Linked DNA regions of Capra hircus: region 1 is linked to region 2. Evidence: chromatin contacts called from public Hi-C data. All regions are on one chromosome and are shown on one strand. Each heading gives the region's core, a stretch centred on a gene start, on an enhancer-like site or on the middle of the called end of the contact. The rest is flanking DNA. Distances are from core to core; before and after follow the strand shown. Region 1 has its middle 73 kb from the start of FAM65B. Region 2 overlaps FAM65B (protein FAM65B).

Region 1 (2,700 bases), core at 69-2,568, 79 kb after region 2:
GCCTAAACCAGTGCTGAATCTGCCAGCATCCTGACTGTGAGAAATGAATTTCTGTCCAGGAAGATCCCCTGGAGAAGGAAATGGCAGCCCACTCCAGTGTTCTTGCCTGGAGAATCCCATGGACAGAAGAGCCTGGTGGGCTACAGTCCATAGGGCCGCACAGGGTTGAACACGACTAAAGTGACTTAGCACACACATAAACCACCCAGTCTACAGCATTTTGTCATAGCAGCCTGAACTAAGACACTTATTAAACTATTTCAGATGATAAAAGCAACAGAACTTCAGAAAGTGAACAAAAGGAAACTTCATAATTACATGCCCAACACAAAACTGCTTTACATGTTGTATCTCCCCGTCCAGACCTTTAAAATTTTGAATCTTTACTTTAAAACATTTCTATTAAGCAAACACAAGAGCCAATTATAGAAACCATCACAAAAAATTATAAAAGGAAAACAATTAGAATAATCTCTAATCCTTCTCCCCAGAGAGGAATTCTGTTAATATGTATAAACGCAGTTCTCTCTTCTTACATTAATGTATATTTTTAAATGGCTTATTTTTCAATGCTCTTATGACTCTGTTCTACCTTTATTCATTTGTTCATTCATTCAATAAACATTTATTAAGCACCTACTATGTATCTGTCAGTACTTTATGGGGTAAAAATGAACTATGACGGTGCCATAGCCCCTCATGGTTCTCATGAGGTTTATAGCCTAAAGAAGATAGATCTGAAAAAAATTACTAGTTTCTCTTTGAGGGCAAAATCATTGTCTATTGGCCTTAAAGCTTCATCTCCCTTTCAAACCTCTCTCCCTGTCTTGCCCCCACAAATGCCAATCTCCTTCTACTGTTGAGCATTCATAAGCCTGCACCACAGTTCAAGCGAGAGTGCCCTGGAACTCTCCATTCCTGCTTGTACATTTCACCCCCATGTCCTCCAAGGGCAGATGAGTCATTGAGTGTGGAGACAGTTCTATAGAGCACAGACTGTATCACCAACTGGTCTTGCAAAAGCTTCTGATAATACTTACAAAGCTCTGAGAGTTCTGAGAATTCTACTGACAGAAGAAGAGGGGTTTGGAAGAGGAAGTCAGATAGAACAGGTGGTCACAGCACAGCTATCTAAGCTGGGCTAAGAAAGAGGAAGCGTTCTCCTTTTTTGGCTTCCAGACAGCACTCTCCTTTGGGGAAAAACAAACAAATTTTGTGGTGGTTGAAAGCCTAGAGGAACCAGAAGCCATATGCTGTGTGGTGCTGCTGCCCAGGCCCCGCGGCCCTGGAATGGGATGTCGCGTGAGTCTCCACGCCAGGTTCCGAGTGAGCCTCTTGCTCAACCAGACGCTGGGTGGGGTTCTTGGAGCCAAGGTCCAGGGGCAATTATTAGATTAGCTTCACACAAGTTGCTACTGTGATTTGCCTGTGGACGGTTTTTAAAAAAATGTCTTCCTAATACTGCTTGGGAAAATGGCCAGTATCCCGATCTTCTCAATAAGATGAAGAAAAAACTATCAAATGCATGATGAGGGTGTTCTGTGTTTGCATGGTCAGCTGGACCTTATATGGCCCACCTAGCAGCAGCAGCAGCAGCAGCAGCAGTCATGGTCTGTACCCCAGAGGACTTCATTTTCTTCATAAGGGTTGACTTTCCCTTTCTGAAGAAGGACTAAGCCCAGAGGACCTTCTGATCTATTTTCGCATCCTCAGCACTGACGTGGTTTCTTTTCAATACAAACCGTGACTCGTGCTTATTCACTACCTGTCCCACCCTTGGAAGTCCTTCTCTTCTCTTGGCTGAGTCCTGCCACTCCTACCTACTGCCCCCTTTCCCTGCCACACTATGGCCCCCCCACCACCTGCTTTCAGACCCACCACTCCGTTATGTGCTACTGGGTCTCCCTGCCTTCATCTCCCTGCCTTCCAGTCCCCCTTCACCACTGTGGCCTCTGCCATTCTCCATGACTCTTGATGACACTGTCGCAGTTGCTCAGAACTCCCAGGCCTGTCTGCTTCTCTCTGAAAGTCCTAACCATCCATTGAAGGCCCCCTGGAAATGTCAGTCTCTCTGTGAAGCCTTGGCCCATCTTCCCAAGCAGAAGTGACCCTCCCTCTCTTCCCCTTTCAGGTCCCACCAGGACTTTATTCATTCCCAGTGCAGGGCACTGTGCCTGCTGTTGGCGTACCAGGTAGGTAAGACATGGCCTTTGTCCTGAGAACCTTCTGGATGCTCTGTCTACTTACGTGCAGATAAGCAGAGAGGTACAATGATAATGGCCAGGCATAAGCCCTCGACCATGACCTGACTGTGTTACCCTTCATAATACACAATTACAAGATAACACACATCTCTACTATCTGGTGAGTTGCTAGTCTGGTAAATCCCCAGTGGCAAAGATTAGGTTTTAGTTTCCTTCATCTTCTCTAGAACAAGGTCCTCTAGGATACATAGCCCACATTCCATGAGGGTCAGTTTAATGAAATTAAAAGACAAAAATTCTGATTTGTATAGCGATTTATAGGCATCGAGGCACTTTTCACAAGCTTGTGTAATTGACTCCTCCAGGACAGTGGTCCCTATTGTGGCTGCTTCCAAAAAATGTTCTTCCCCAGGCTCCACTCCCAGAGACATTGATGTAATTACTTGGTGTGGGCCCAGGCACTGACATTTGAAAACAACAATCTTCTGGTGATTCT
Region 2 (2,700 bases), core at 97-2,596:
AATAGACAAGTCACCTTGCCAAAAGTTCACATTTTCCTTACTTTCACAGTTTAACACCTAAAACTTTTACTTTGTATCCATAACTGATCTTAAATGTCTTCTGCCTGAAGCCTCTGTTTAGCAGGTTAAGGCATGAAAAGTGTAAGCTATGGACAGTCCACACGTGAAAGAATAATGATAGTATAAATTATCATGAATTTGCCTTCTGGAGTGAAACTGGCCATTATACTTGCTTTGTGATCGTTATCCCAGCATATATGTCAAAATATTTCTCTTAAAAATATCTAAAAGTGATCAAGTAAATTGTTCTATTTTTCTTGAAGGGAAATTCTTGCTAAGTGATGAGATAGGCTTTGTCTACACAGCACAAAGTGCAGTGGTTTTTCAGCTTATGACCTGGTTTGTCTATCAACAGGGATCAAACACTTCAGATTCTTGCCAAATCCCTTCACTATGGATCGTACACATGCTATGGAATCATGACCCTTCTGGTCAGTCAGGCACATCCACATTTCAGCTCCCCAGAAACCAGCCTCCAACTCCAATGCAGCCTGGAACATTCTGTCAAGGAAGTACATACATGTTCAATAGCCTACTAGCCCCTGCAGTGGGGTATTTTCATTTTCTTCTTTCTATTTTTGCTTGCTGGGACCAGTCACTATTATTTTTCCTTCTTCCCTGTCCTTCAGGTACTTGAAATAATTTCAACTTGATTCAACTAATACTTTTCCGTCTTTAAAATCTCTTCTAAAACCAACTGAGTTGCAAACCTTTTCATTCAATGTCACCACTGTTTGGTAAAAAATTCATAGACAAAACTTAGCCATCTAAAAATAAATGAGAAGTGGAATGAGCCGATATTTGCTAAGCACAGGAAAACATGTGAGGCATAGGTAACTGGATATATCACATCTCTTTATAAAAAATATATTGACTTCAGGAGTGAAATAATTCTTATCAAGGAGCAAGGGCAGTTCTCTCAATTTATTTCACTGCTTTGGTCATAACAAGTACACATTTCTTTTTTCTTTTTTTAACTCCCCCCCCCCCCCACAAACAGTGGTTATGCATATATTTGTATTTCAACTCAAGTCCTATAGAAGATATACTCAAGGCTATTTCATACCATTCCTGAAAAGACTTTACTGGCTGCTCATAAAATTATTAAATGAGCATTTTAAGTACTTTATTTGTGATACTGGGCCCCTTTTTGGCTTTGGCCTGATCTAAGTAGGTCATCCAGAGGTCACTAGGGGCTGTAAATCAAGGGGTGGACTGGTGGCTAAGACAGCCTGCATCGCTTTAGTGCAATGTGCTATTTTAGTTTGTGCCCCTGAAATGACACCATCTCTTTGGCACCAGCCAAAGCAAGCTTCCTAGACATCTCTGGGAAGGGAATGTTTTGTAGTAATCCAAGGCATAGGTCACACAGGCATGAATAATTGTGGGGAGGTCTGTGTCTGCTCCGGCCTCTGTGGCAAATAAAGTAGGGAAAATGACTTCCAAATGAAGCATTTCTCCAGGAGTCTGAGAATGCAAACTGATCCAAGCGATCTAGCAAACTGCAAAAGTAAAGAATGATCAACTTTTTTCAGCCCAGGAAAGTACGGTAGACTCTTCCTGCTCCTTCTTCAATCCCTTACTTGGGTTTCATTTGAGAACCCCAGATACGAGTATTTTTGAAAAAGGACTAACACAGCCAAATTACAATTATTATATTTATAACTATGAAATGTGGCATAATCAAACAAAAAAGTCTAACTCTGTTTAGCCAAGGCACATACACTTTATGTTCTCTTTCTCAACATTTTCCCCATAAAGGGTTTGACTAAACCAGCCTGAACTTTCAGAATCTATTGGTTTTGTACATAAACTTATTTAATCTCTTCTTCCTTCCTTTCTTCTTTCCTTCTTCCTTTTCTTCTTTCAATTTTGGAAAGGGAAAACGTAATTCAGTAAACAATATCAAAACATGCCAGATTATAACAGGTTGCATAACTGTTAACTTATTTAAAAAAAAAAATGTACTTTGGCTTCATAAGCAGTTTACAAAGAAAGACAAAGTGGGCATCTATTCTACTTAGAATTCTCTTTTTGACAAACTTTTTTGAAGTTACTTTTGAAAGGGGGAAAAAATGTTGGCTTAATTGGCTTGAGGAAAGGAGAGAGCTTTGGTTCAAAACTGTGTAGCATTTTTTTCCCCAAGCGTCTCTTGATCTCTTTAAGACCGACAAGCAGCTATCTGTCCAGTGGACTCCCTTCTGCCAGTTTATCTCCATCTGGGAGCATTCTCCTTTGGAGAGTTTGATACAACCTCCCTAGACACTGTAATCCTATGCTGTGCTTCATTGTACCAGAACATCTGCAGGTCTGGCAAACACATTGCAGGTTCCAGTGGTCTTTCCAGAAGCAAGATCCTAACAGGCATGTAAGTGTTCAGGAAATATATAAGTCTGAGAAATACTTTGCACAGATGACTGTGAACTGGTGGTGGTTTTTTTATTCTCATCACTGCCCTTGACAACAGAGGGGTGAAAACAAAGGCAGGGAAAGCTTGTGGTTCTAAGGAAAGAAGAACTGCAACTTTGACTTGTGCCAAGGAGTGATTTTGGCTGCTGAGCTGCTGGTAGACCACCACCTGAAGAACTGTTTATTCCCACACACGAATCCTGTTCTGTCCTTGAAAGCCAGCCAAGGGCC

Evidence for each region. A called contact is a pair of places that touch in the nucleus more often than the background predicts.
Region 1: a contact with region 2 is called in a Hi-C map of blood, with 2.6 times the contacts expected there. The contact joins two enhancer-like sites. A contact is called at or near these places in 2 of 5 Hi-C or Micro-C datasets (both in blood).

Annotation. Positions count from the first base shown.
Region 1 is chr23:17,154,378-17,157,077 of ARS1.2, forward strand. No RefSeq gene overlaps it. Among named protein-coding and RNA genes, the nearest start is that of FAM65B, 73 kb to the left of the region's middle. Within about 2 kb of position 1,319, at least 1 of the 5 cell types and tissues checked has an H3K27ac peak or open chromatin away from gene starts, as enhancers often do.
Region 2 is chr23:17,075,060-17,077,759 of ARS1.2, forward strand. The region is part of intron 1 of FAM65B (protein FAM65B); the gene reads right to left. Among named protein-coding and RNA genes, the nearest start is that of FAM65B, 5.9 kb to the right of the region's middle. Within about 2 kb of position 1,347, at least 2 of the 5 cell types and tissues checked have an H3K27ac peak or open chromatin away from gene starts, as enhancers often do.